3 separate regions of the Sus scrofa genome follow, and regions 2 and 3 are each linked to region 1. The links are chromatin contacts, called in public HiChIP or PLAC-seq and promoter capture Hi-C maps. All regions are on one chromosome and are shown on one strand. The core of a region is the stretch at or near the end of the contact, and the rest is flanking DNA. Distances in the headings are between cores, read along the strand shown.

Region 1 (4,400 bases), core at 1,281-3,780:
AGCTGAACATCACCAGTTTGGAGAAACTCTTTTCTCCAAATCAGAAACCTCTGAGCTATCCCATACTTCATTTCCTTTAATTTCCACATTTAATATATTCCCTAAGTCCTGTCATTCTATGCGTAAAATATTTCCTGAATCTATCATCTCTTCTCTGTTCCTATTTCTAAGCCTCGGTTAGTTTTCATCATCTGTAGCTTGGATTTGCAATAACCCCCTAACTGGCTATTTTTCTTCCTCTTTAGTTCATTCTCCATTCAGCTACCATAACAGTCTTTCTCATTTAACCCTCCCACTTACATTCCAAGTATTCCTTGTCCCATAATCTCTGGGGCCTAAAGGAAAAAGTCCCAGACACATAGCATGGCCTGTGAAGTCCTTAACTATCTAATCATTGCTTCCCTCTCAGGCCAAGCAATCCTTCCCCCACCTCCTCCAAGTCCCTAAAACTTTCAGCTCAGTAATTCTGAACTACATATTCTCACAATCCAAGTTTGATTTTTTTTTTCTCAATTAAAAAAATTTTTTTTTTATGGCCACACCCGAGGCATATGAAGTTCCCAGGCCAGGGATTGAACCTGAGCTACAGCTGCAACCTATGGAACTGGATCCTTTAACCCACTGCACCACAGTGGGAAATTCATTCCTACTTTTTAATACATCTGTTCATTTTTTACAGCTGTTGCTTCTGTTTTGAATACAGCTGCCTACCTTGTCTTCTTGTAGATCAACTGTTAGCTTATCAGGGAACTGTTCCCTGACCTCTCTGCAGCCCACATCATGCTCTCCCAGTCAGAATATATACACTTTCTACTCTGAACTATCTCTGCATTTTGGTATAAAACTAAACTTATTATAGTGTATTTTAATAATCCATTTACATGTATTTCTCTCCTAATAAACTGTGAATCCTTGAGAATAAGGTCTATCTTATGTACTTTGAACCCTGCTACTAATATTTATTAGCTTAGTGCCTGGCAGAGAAAGGTCAACCAAAGAGAGACTTATATACATATCTGACTTCCCAAGCAGACCATTAACAGTCACAGTATCCAACTTTATGTGTCCTCAATAACTAGTGAGAGATTCTCAATAAGGTTTTATGGAATAAAACTGTTTAAATACAAATTCTTCTGTTAAGAACAAGATTTCTTGAGTATGTATTTGTCAAAGCTAATAACCTATACTGTTTCATTGATAATGTAATTAAAATACTATCTTATAAATGCCAGGGGATCAACAAATATCTCATATTTCAAGATAAGTTATAATACATATTGCTACAGGCCCAGAAACACCTGTTGACTGAATAGTCAGATGTTATGATCCATTCTGCTAAGGGTTTGATTCTGTACTTGCCTGACCCAAATTTCACTCAGCATCAAAAATTTTTCTTGCTAAGGTATGAAAGGTTAAAGAACCAAATTGAATCATGCTTTATTACTCACATGAAGCAGAGTACTTTTAAGGATATAATCCCCATTTTACACACAAGGAAACCAAAGACAAGAAAGACAATGGGTGATTAAATGGCAGAGTTCCATACATAATCCAAGTCTTAACTTACCTTCATTGGCTGAATATTTTACAAGTAGGATGCGACTTGAGCTTAAAGCAATGAATACCACCCCTAGCAGGAATGCATACATTGTTGACCAGGAGCATAACACTGGAAGACCACAACATGTGCTTTCCATTTCACTGTTTTTTCAACTGCCTTAAAGAGAAGGACATGTTCATGAACAACCCTGACAGCCGATTAAGTATAATGTACATACCACTGACTTGTGAAGAACAGAAAAGGAATTTTTTAGATGTCTATATCAAAATCAAAAAAGTTGAGAACTACAAGAAAAACTATGGTGAAAGGAAATGAAACAGTCAAAATTTGATAGGAAGGGGAACTCTAGACACAGAAAAGGCAAGGGCTAGATTAGAAGTGCTGACAAAAGGACAGTTTGGGACTGCAGAATTTTGCAGAGAAACAATTCTTTTAACTTTCACTCTTATGAGCAACTGTGGTCTAAAAGATAATTTCAGATTTGTATTTTTCTCCTTAGTAGCAGCTTTTCCATAGGAGGAAAAAAAAGAACTTGCAGTGAAAGATTCGTTAAATAATGACCAAAATGGAAATATCTGAAACACTGCTGTTACTTTAATTTCCAACTAGTGTTGGAAGCAGAGGGGAACTTAGAAATCAATGACTCCAAGGCCCTTTTTTGAGATGTTGAAGACACTAGACTCTACACTGAGTAGTTACCCTGCCCAAAGCATGCCAGTTTAATGGAGCGCAGAGCCGGTGGTATTGGTGAGAGATGGGCTGGAAGTACCAACACCCACAGCCTAGTGGGCCCAAGTGTACCAAAGCCAAAAAGACACCCCTCCCCACCCGAAGGGCAGGTTTCCCTCCACGATTTAGGAACGCCTTCTGTCACCCGTGCGCCCTCCCCTCAAACGCACGCGCATTCTTTTGCCTCTGCCCCCACCCCGCCCCGGGGTGGGGGCGCTGTTACCTTGGTCCCTTCGAAGAGCTTCCTGCGGAAGAGCATGCATCCTAGAGCTAAAGCAGTAACTGTCTGGCTCCGCAACAGCAGCAGCTTTTAGGGCACATAGGCAGGGAAGCTATGGGTGGAAAAGAAAGGCGAATAAGCCTCTGCACCCAACCCTCCTATTCTGGAACAGAAAGCACAATAACTACCCGACGCTAGAAAGAGCGGACCTGGCGCCCATTGCGCAGGCGCGCTCAGTGTTACGCTTCCGGAGGGAGGGGAAAAGCGACCCGATCCCGCCCCAAGCGCGGCCTTTCTCGCGTCACGTGTCGGGAGAGTCCTCTGTCACGTGAGGTCCAGGTGGCGGCGGAGCTACGGCGAGAGAGTGAGAGGAGGAAGGAGAAGCCGGAAGGGGTGCGAGTGAAGCTAGGCGGAGAAGACAGCCCCTGAGAAGGCGAGGGTGCGCGTGCGCCCGCTTTTCCCCCTAAGTCGGCCCCACCGCTCTCCCTTGCGGCCTGGTGACAGCTGGGCCCGGCCCACCGCGCGCTGCCTGGGGCGCGAGGAGCGCGCTCCCCGCTCTCTCTCGCCCCGCCGGCCGCCCCTCCCCCTCGTCCCGTCCGTCCCGTCGCGTCTCGTCGCGTCTCGTCGCCTCGGGTGTCGAGGCCAGTCGTCGGCGGCGGGGACGTTTTCTGACTCCCGATCCCTGTCCGGCTGTCCTTTCCACTCTGTCTCGGGGCCGGCCGCTCCTCCGGCCCCAGGATGCAGAATGTGATTAACACGGTAAAGGGAAAGGCACTGGAAGTAGCTGAGTACCTGACCCCGGTCCTCAAGGTAAGTGGGCTTGTCAGGGACTGTCACCCACACGCTTGGCTTTGCAGGGATCTAGGGCCGGGCGCCTGGAGAGTCACCTGGTTCTCCGGTGGCAAAAAGTGTGGGAAGGCGGTAGGAATGGTACACGGGAAAAGGTGCAGCCCCTACCTGCGGTCTTACCTAGCTGTTCCCTAGGTGTTTCCTCTGGCTCTTGGGTAATTTGGACCGACTCTGCATACTTCTGTCTCCCACCCGTCAGCACTCAGCTCCTCTTGGTACAATCAGGTTGGATGGTGGTCCGTAGATAAGTGATTTTTGAGGACGTTAAATCCTAACGTCGGAAGTCTTTTGAACTACTGAAATGAAGATTTTGCTTATCTTAAAAAATGAAATCAGTTTGGTATTAAAATGAGATGTCACCTTTTTCTTTCAAAGTTCATAGTAAGTCTCTTTTAATTAGGGGTTTGAAATAGTAAGTTGTGACTAAGGTCCCAAATTACTAGATTTCAGAAAAAGAAGGTGAAATTTGCAACATTATTTCTTTCAGTACCATTTAACCCAGCTAACAGACAACACCCCCCTTTCCAAGTTTTTAAAATAACTGAAACTAGTTATTCATCTTGGACGTCAATGATAATAAGGAGTAGGCTGACCCTTCTAGATACTTGGTTTATTTACATTTTTAAAGATATTTTAAAGTAAAAGTTGTAACATTAGTTATTAGAAGAATGACTGGTTTTACTTTCAAAGATGCATTTCTAGAAGTGCATTCAAGTTTTTCTTTTAAAACTCTTAAAAATGTTTTAGGAGTTCCTATCGTGGCGCAGCGGAAACAAATCCGACTAGGAACCATGAGGTTGCAGGTTCTATCCCTGGCCTTGCTCAATGGGTTAAGGATCCAGCCTTGCGGTGAGCTGTGGTGTAGGTCGAAGACGTGGCTCATATCTGGCATTGCTGTGGCTCTGGCGTAGGCTGGCAGCTATAGCTCCAATTAGACCCCTAGTCTGGGAACCTCCATTTGCTGCAAGAGCGGCCCTAACAAGCCAAAAAATAAAAAATAAAAAGCCAGTTTTAATTAAATGAATTTTATTATATTTATAG
Region 2 (4,319 bases), core at 797-3,296, 1.0 Mb before region 1:
TTTATTTTATATATAGTAGTGTGTATCCGTTAATCCCGAATTCTCTATTTATCCCTCCCCCTCATACCTTTATCAAATAGAAATTTATTTAATACCTCTAAATTGTGTGTGAAAGGTATTAACATACGTTTTCAATAGTGTTCCAAAGAAACTCAAAGTCTGTTTTCTGAACCATCAAAACTATATGTGTTATTTTACTTTAGCTCAAGGCATTCTAGTTGTTTAGAAAAATCATACATCCCCTAGATATGATATTTACTAACCAGAATAACTTTTAAGCCAGAATACCATATATATATATATATATATATATATATTTTTTTTTTTTTTTTTTTTTTTTTTTTTTGTCTTTTCTGGGGCCTCACCCACGGCATATGGACGTTCCCAGGCTAGGGGTCTAATCGGAGCTGTGGCTGCCGTCCTATGCCAGAGCCACAGCAACGCGGGATCCGAGCAGCGTCTGGGACTTACACCACAGCTCAGGGCAACGCTGGATCCTTAACCCACTGAGCAAGGCCAGGGATCCAGCCCATCATGGATACTAGGCGGGTTCGTTAACCACTGAGCCATGACGGGAACTCCAGAATACCTTATACTCTGATCACGGTGGAAATTATTTCCTACAGCTAGACATGCTAATACTATTCAATTTCTTGGAGATGCTATATTAGCATTACTATCAGGCTCCAAACCCTAGGGTCTTTCTCACTCTGCAGCTTTGAGTGTGCCAAATGCATTCAGAGGTTAATTAGAAGGTCATATGCTGAGATGCAAGATGTAAAGAAAATTTCCAGACTGTTTATAGTGCCATCACTTATAAGTAACACTAACGACCTTCTGTTTCATCATAGCTTTTCAAATGCTGTACAGACGTAATATGCAGTTACTATTTAACTTCACAGTTTCCCCCAGTACAAGGTCAGCTTCCTCTGTACACAGGCTCACTATGCCATATGCTCTGTATGCACCTTCTAGAAATTACCTGGTCTAGCCCCTGGACTAGTAAAGATCTGGGACATTTCCAAATCTGGTGGTGGTAACACGTGGAAATCTTTCGCCACCACTAGGTGGAGGACACCTGTTTCGGGAGAGGAGGGGTTATGAAGTATCAAATGACACCAGGAAAAGGGAGTTGTGATCACGGTTCCGGGATCCCAAACCCATGAGGACCCTCAGGTCTCCATTCTAACACCTGCGGCTCTACCTCCCAGATCTAGGTCTCTAGGAACACAAGCTTGAACTTCCAAACCCCATCTCTTAACGCCACATACTCTCTTCCCCCAGCTAGAAGGCCCTCGGGACATTTCTGAACACGGTTCGCAGGAATCTGTCTTTGTGGCAAATGAAAAATGACAGATAACCACAGCCAACAAATCTGAGTAGTGTCAGGTCGACAACAATCTTCCAGTGAAAAGGCTGTCGGAGACGTCTGCATTCTCTTCTTTCTTCCCCACCTCCGGTTACGAGGCAACACATTCCGCCTTCCTGTTCTCCAGGCTAAGAGAAGCTCTCTAATCGTCCTTGCAAGCCTTCCTTGCCCTCTTCCTTGTCAGTTTTTCCTCTTCCAAACTCCTACTAAAGACGTGGAAAGCAGACCAGAGAACAGGATATACAAAGAAGTTTCTTAAAACACCCTTTTCTAGGTTCTCAAGGCGTCCCCTTTAAGGAACCAGGCCCACCTCTTTCCCATTCACCTACTGGCTTTCCGTCCTGCTCATCACTCTACCCTTAAGAATATTTCCTGTCCCTTCAACCCAACTTGTACACCTCCCGCCCCCCGCCCCTCAGCCCGGTCCTCCTCATTGGGCGGCCCGAAGCCCGTTCGCTCTTCAGTTTTCCCTCCACCTCCTCCCGCCCTCTAGCATAGCGCAACGGCGTTTCGGGTTCTGATTGGCTACCACTGCAGCCTCCCCGGGGTCCGGTTGGTGGGCTGAGTGGCAGGGGCGGGACCGCAGTGCATCCAGGGTAGGCTGTTCACGTGTCGAGCGGCAGCCGCGGGAGGGGTGGGGAGGGACGGGGAGGGGCGGGGGGAGGGGGGCTGGGAAAGTTGAGGCCGCGCTGCCGCCGGGTCTCCGGCCTTGAGGGCTCGGGCTCGCAGCGGCGGCGGTGGCCGCAGGAAGAGGTGGCGGGGCGGGGGGAGAGGAGGGCTTGGGCCCGCGCTCCCCCAGCCCCAGAGGAGCAGGCGGCGGCCGCGGACGGAGAGATTCGCCCGGGCGGTCGGACACTCCTGCCGAACCCGCTTGGGATCATGACCCAGGCGGAGGTCGCAGCCGCCGCCGCCGCGGCCGAGACCACGCAGCCCGCGGGTGAGTGACTGCGGGAGGGGGCCGCTGACAGCCGGGGCGGGGGGCGGAGGCCGGGGCAGCGGGGGCGGCTCCGGGGGGCGGCTCCGGGCTCTGCTCCACCCACCCCCTCCCTGCTCCCGGAGGCGAAGGCTGCGCAAAGTGTGCCTTCTTCCTGGGGACCCCTGCGTGCAGAGCCTTGTGGGGCGCGAGCGCGGAAGGTGCGCGCGCCCCTCTTCTCCCCGACCTACCGGTTCCCCTGCCCCCTGGTGCCGGGCCCGTGAGGGGCTTGCGCTGCGGCGCGACCCCCAGATGCGCGCGAGGCGAAGGAGGCTCCACGCTGCCCCGGGTGCATAAAGAGCTGGGCATCCAGGTTCACACCGGATGGCCTTTGCCTGCCTCCTTCACCTTTTCCTGTCTCCTCATTCCCTCTTTCCTTGCCTTCCGAATTTCCTTCGGACCCACTGGTCAGACTCATGTGACTTGCTTTTTAACTCTCACCCCTATGTCGAGAGTTGCGTCTTCTTTCTAGAAGCTTTTCTTTTCCTTTCTGAGTAGGAGCGGTCAAGCGAATGGCCAACTCTTGAGATTTAGTTCTAGATTTATGAGGAAATATTTGTGGACTCTTGTTCTTTTTAACATCGTGATTGTCGGGTTCTCGAATTCTCACTGCCCCCTTCGCCCCCACTATAGTTACCCTGGGATATGGTCCCTCGAATATATTAACTTTATCTGGAAATAAGAGACTGCTCAAACCTCTATGTGGGATCCCAATAGAAGCTTCCAACTTATGTTCTCATGCCATTTTTACAATTAGGTAGATGTATTGACGTGACACCATACAAAACAAGACAGTTTGGATTAACTTAAGTTTGCATAAAAAAGAGAGTTGTTCACTTATAAACAATGTACAGAGTTCTTGAATAAACCCTTCCTTGAGCAACAAGGATTCTGAAGCCGATTTGTACCATTGACTCTTCTTGAAAAACAAGCAAGCAAACGAACCTGCTCTTTGAAGGAAGTGTTACAGGCTGTAACACTCTAATCATCTTGATGACTTTTTCCTCCTACACGGGACAGTATGGTACAGAGTTGCCATGCTGGATACATTTGTTATTTCCCTTTATTTGTGAAGTACTTTAAAAGTATTTGTTACAAAATAAGCAAAATACTTTGTAATCATGGCACTTCTGAAACCAGGAACAGTATCCTGTCTCAGGAGCAGTGTAAAAAAATGAATACTTAATCTTACATTTTGCTCTAGTCTAAGCAATATAACTTTTGTATACATAGGTCTTATATTCCACATTAAAAGAAAGTTTTGTAAAATCCAGACATAGATGCTGCCTAGAACATTCCTTAATATTAAAGCACCACATTGCATGGACTTAGAGCAGCATAGGATTGAAATAATTACTTGCTAAATGAGTTGTCTCTGGGACATCTTGGAAATAATATTCCAAAGTCGTAGACCGTGCAGTTAATGAAACATGAAAGAGAAATTGATGGGCCGCTTTCCTGTTTTCAAAGCTTAGTATTGTCGACAAGGGAAAAGAAACACTAAGAAAACTGAGATTGTTTAACTCAGGTTAGAAGATAAGCTTCAATAGGCAATCAACTCAAAATTGTTGCTTATAAACAGGATCTGAAATCCTGCATAGGTCTTAACCCTGTCTATCATGCCTTGCCTTTCTATCCTTTAACCCAAGCATTCTCAGTCTGGACTGTATAGTAGAATCATCTTATGCGCTTTTTACATTTTAATGCTCAGGCTGCTCCCTCCAGAGATTCTCTTACTTTTGATATGGGGTGAATTCAGCCACAGATTTTTTTTTTTCTTTTTCATCCCCATACTTTTTTTTTTTTTTTTTTTTTGTCTTTTTGCCATTTCTTGGGCTGCTCCCGCGGCATATGGAGGTTCCCAGGCTAGGGGTCGAATCGGAGCTGTAGCTGCCAGCCTATGCCAGAGCCACAGCAACGCAGGATCCGAGCCACATCTGCAACCTACACCACAGCTCCTGGCAACGCCGGATCGTT
Region 3 (4,518 bases), core at 1,599-4,098, 1.1 Mb before region 1:
CAGAAGACAAAACCTCTACTCTGGTTTATGAGGCAGATAGCAACTCCAAACCAAGGACAGGTTGGGATCTGTGCAGGCCTCAGTGGAATAAATCTAATTTAATATTTAACCTTCTAAATATTTAATTTTTAATATTTAATCACCTTACATTAAGACAATGAAAATCTATTCATTTTATAAATATTTACCGCTGTATCTACATATAAGAAAAATTAAGATGCACCAAAATGCCAGAAATAACTAAAGTTTTAAATCCTATTTCATAAAAAAAAGTGTGCTATTTCCCTATTTCATTAAGTACTTAAGAGTTATAAACAGGTTCTGGGAGGGAGGGAAGGATAAATTAAGAGTTTGGGAGGAACATACACACAACTACTATGCATAAAAGTATAACTAATAAAGGCCTACTGTATATCTCAGGGAAATATACATAATATTTTGTAATAACCTATATGGGAAAAGAGTCTGAAAAGAACATATATATATAAAACTGCATCATGTTGCTATATTATCTGAAACTAATACAATATTGTAAATCAACTGTATCTCAACTCTAAAAAAATTAAAGAAACACAAAAATAAATAAATAAATAAAGGTAAACAAGTAAATAAATAAATAGGTTCCAGGAGCAGTTTACTACAAGTTTCAGAAAACTATTTTTACCTAAACTCTTTGATAGTGTTCTTTTGGCACTTCCCTAAATGTTGTTGTGTGTAGTAGCCCTTATGATCTCTCCTAAAGACCTTACGATCATCAAGGGGGAAAACTGCTTCTCTGAAATGGCCAAAGAGATTGAAAGCAGCAAAATATACTATTTACCAATAAGTTCAAGCTCAAACACCAAGTTCTAAGCAGTAGAAGGTTCTTAAGGAGAAACAAGAAGCATGGTGACTGACAGTCTTCATTTGCACTAACAAAAAAGGGTCATCACCTCCACTATGATTTGAACAAGAATAAGACTAACATGAGGTCTATAAAAAAGACATAAGGAAAAATGAATTTCCATGCCTCTGAGGATTACAAATCAATGAGCAGGTTTTACCCAGGAAACTGTGAATCACATTTTGCAGTGGAAGTATTGAATAACAAAATGAATACCAGAACAAGAATCATTGTTATTATGATTATTATTTTTTCCTTTTTTGGTCACTCTGTGGCATATGGGGACCTAAGCCGCAGCTGCGGCAACGCCGGATACTTAACCTACTATGCTGACCAGGGATTGAACCTGTGTCCCAGCCCTGCAGAAATGCTGTTGATACTGTTGTACCACAGCAGGAACTCTGAGAATCATTATTTAAAATGCAGTACTCCAACACCTTCTGCAGCTCCATACCAAAAAAACAGACAACCCCATCAAAAAGTGGGCAGAAGATCTAAACAGACAGTTCTCCAAAGAAGACATACGGATGGCCAAAAAACACATGAAAAGATGTTCAACATCACTCATTATTAGAGAAGTGCAAATCAAAACCACTCTGAGGTACCACCTTACACCAGCCAGAATGGCCATCATCAAAAAGTCTGGAGAGGGTGTGGAGAAAAAGGAACCCTAGTACACTGTTGGTGGGATTGTAAATTGGTGCAACCACTGTGGAAAAACAGTATGGAGATGTCTCAGAAGACTAAGAATAGGATTACAATTTGATCCAGCAATCCCACTCCTGGGCATCTATCCAGAGAAAACCACAACTTGCAAAGACACATGTACTCCGATGTTCATTGCAGCACTATTTACAATAGCCAAAACATGGAAACAACCTACATGTCCATCGATGGAGGAGTGGATCAAGAAGATGTGGTACATATACACAATGGAATATTACTCAGCCATTAAAAAGAATGAAATACCGGCATTTTTAGCAACATGGATGGACCTAGAAATTATCATGCTAAGTGAAGTCAGCCATACAATGAGACACCAACATCAAATGCCTTCACTGACAAGTGGAATCTGAAAAAAGGACACAATGAACTTCTTTGCAGAACAGATGCTGACTCACAGACATTGAAACACTTATGGTCTCTGGAGGAGACAGTTTGGGGGTTGGGGATATGTGCTTGGGCTGTGGGATGGAAATCCTGTGAAATTAGATTGTTATGATCATTATACAACTAGAGATGTGATAAATTTATTTGAGTATTAAAAAAAGAAAATTAATAAAAAAATAAAATGCAGTACTCCACATATAGGCAAAGCAAACATAAACTGCTTTCCATTCTCATTATCATATCCTAAGACTATTTTCCCACAAGTAGCTAGTTACGTGATATCTGAAAGAACCATTCGGAAGGATTTATACATGCAAAGAGCCAAGGTTGATATTTCTGAGAAATGCTCTGAAAGCAATTATTAAAATTCAAACCACATTAACAGATATTTAGGTATCACATACTAAAACCTGTAAATTTTTAACAGATATTTAGGTATCACATACTAAAACCTGTAAATTTTACAGCTTTTTAAACTGATTTAACAAAAAAAAAATTAAGACATAACACCAATATACATTTACATAATAAATATTACAAATCAGTAGCAAAGCAATAACCAAATTTAGATAATAAATGTTACAGGAGCCCTTATGATTTCCATATTATCTCAGTCTTACAGCAGCTATGAAATCTTTTAAGGATAGGCAGAACTTATGTAGGGGAATAGAAACTTCTGCATTTCTGCCTAAAACACCTTGAACAGACATTAACTGACGTTAGGAATTTTTACTATTGAGATTATTATGTATTACTTACCAGGTCCTGACACCCCATGCACATAACCAAATGTGCTTTCTTTATCTTCATCAAGTATTTTGGGTAGCTTGGAGAAATCCATCATGTTAATTTACCTATAGAAAAAAAAATTAAGTTATAAGTACAAGTCTTAAAGCAAAAGAACCAATATAGGTGCTGCACTTTGGTGTATTCTTGAGTTACCACTACTTCTGTCAAGTAAAATATAACAAAATTCTTAAGATTTGGGTAAAGTACTTCATTCCTGGATGGCCCACAGTTATTAAAATTCAGAATTTCATATATATATATTTGTCATATATATATATATATATTTGTCTTTTTAGGGCTGCACCTGTGGCATATGGAGGTTCCCAGGCTAGGGGTCTAATCGGAGCTGTAACCACCAGTTTACGCCACAGCCACAGCAATGCAAGATCCAAGCCGTGTCTGCGACCTATACCACAGCTCATGGCAATGCCGGATCCTTAACCCACTGATCGAGGCCAGGGACCAAACCTGCAACCTCATAGTTCCTAGTCGGATTCATTTCCACTGTGCCACGAAGACAGGAACCCCAGAATTATATATCTTAACACAAGGTACTCCATAGAAAATTCCAAGGAGTATAACAAACTATGTAAAGTCTTTCCAGTAGCTGATCTAGCTACTCTAGCTGATTATCTCTCTGACCTCATCTAACTACTCTTCCTTTTAGTCATGCTGCATAAACACTGAACTCTGCCATTTCTCTAAACTTTGTACATGTTGTTCCTTCTATCAGAATACTCTTCTCCCAGATGTCAGCTCCTATACCTCCTTCAGGTCTTTAGTCAACCTCCCCCACCCCCACCCCCAAGGTTTCTCTGCCTATCTGCCCATCTACTTAAAATCACAACATACTTCCCTCCTTCCCTGCTTTTATTATTTTTTTAACCATCTAACAAATTACCTTACATTAAATTTTTAAATGTATACAAAATATTCCTGGGATCATTTTCCCCTTTTCTTTTTTCCTTCCTTTTTTAAAAAAGCACAACACAGAACAGTTTAAGGAATTTGGTTCAACTTCTCTATAAAGTACTATAAAGTATAGAGGTGCAATCTGAAAAACCCAAAGAACAAGTCCAAGTCCAAATAGAAAACTGGTCACAAATACCACAGTAGAAAGTTTCTTTGTAACTTATGGTATAGCTTAATAACTACTGGTATTTAATAAAGGAGATAAATAAGTATATGTGCATAGAAAAGCTAAACAGTATGTCCAAATAACCATAAAGTAAGGGTCACGAATCAATACGCAATAAAACATTAAATAATATTTAAGTTCAAAGATTAGGATGTTCAAGGAAGACATCTTAAAGGTCAGGTAGAGTGAGCATAAACTAAGAAGGACGGCAAAAGCATCCCAGGTGGGGAAATGACAAGAATGGAAAATGGGAAAATTTCAGGAACAGTTAACAGACTAGCCTGACTGGAATAAAAGATTTATGCTAACGCAAGAGTGAGAAATAATAATGTAAAGGTGGAGAGACTAATTTGTGGGTCTTGAAATGACTTTATCCTACAAACAATAGGAAATAAAAGCTTGAGGAAGAACTGTTAGGAGAATGATGTTTAATTAATCTACCAAAGTAGGGGAGGGGATGCAGGCATGGTAAGCTGAAAGGCATGGGTTGAATGTCAATGTGTCGCCAGAGTTGCCATCGGACTCTTGCTCAAAACTTACCAACCCTTCCCCTGAAGAGGAACTAACATTATCTTTTAAGTCACAAGGTCTGGACATA

What was found. Promoter capture Hi-C pulls out the DNA fragments that hold promoters and counts their contacts. HiChIP or PLAC-seq counts read pairs in DNA pulled down with a chosen protein or histone mark.
Region 2: a promoter capture Hi-C map of liver shows a contact between it and region 1, with 5 times the contacts expected there. The contact joins the promoter of USF3 here to the promoter of ATG3 in region 1. A contact is called at or near these places in 1 of 5 promoter capture datasets (liver) and 1 of 2 datasets of contacts at active chromatin or transcription factors (alveolar macrophages).
Region 3: an H3K27ac HiChIP or PLAC-seq map of alveolar macrophages shows a contact between it and region 1. The contact joins the promoter of ATP6V1A here to the promoter of ATG3 in region 1. A contact is called at or near these places in 1 of 5 promoter capture datasets (liver) and 1 of 2 datasets of contacts at active chromatin or transcription factors (alveolar macrophages).

What each region holds. Positions count from the first base shown.
Region 1 is chr13:147,276,580-147,280,979 of Sscrofa11.1, forward strand. It overlaps ATG3 (ubiquitin-like-conjugating enzyme ATG3), which reads left to right and starts at 2,531. Exons shown (of 12, transcript XM_003132682.6): 1 at 2,531-3,320. The coding sequence starts at 3,249. SLC35A5 (probable UDP-sugar transporter protein SLC35A5) reads right to left here and starts at 2,807. Exons shown (of 7, transcript XM_013982457.2): 1 at 2,514-2,807; 2 at 1,568-1,717. The coding sequence starts at 1,697.
Region 2 is chr13:146,228,139-146,232,457 of Sscrofa11.1, forward strand. It overlaps USF3 (upstream transcription factor family member 3), which reads left to right and starts at 2,047. Exons shown (of 7, transcript NM_001244860.1): 1 at 2,047-2,306.
Region 3 is chr13:146,162,421-146,166,938 of Sscrofa11.1, forward strand. It overlaps ATP6V1A (ATPase H+ transporting V1 subunit A), which reads right to left and starts at 2,849. Exons shown (of 14, transcript NM_001004042.1): 1 at 2,753-2,849. The coding sequence starts at 2,837.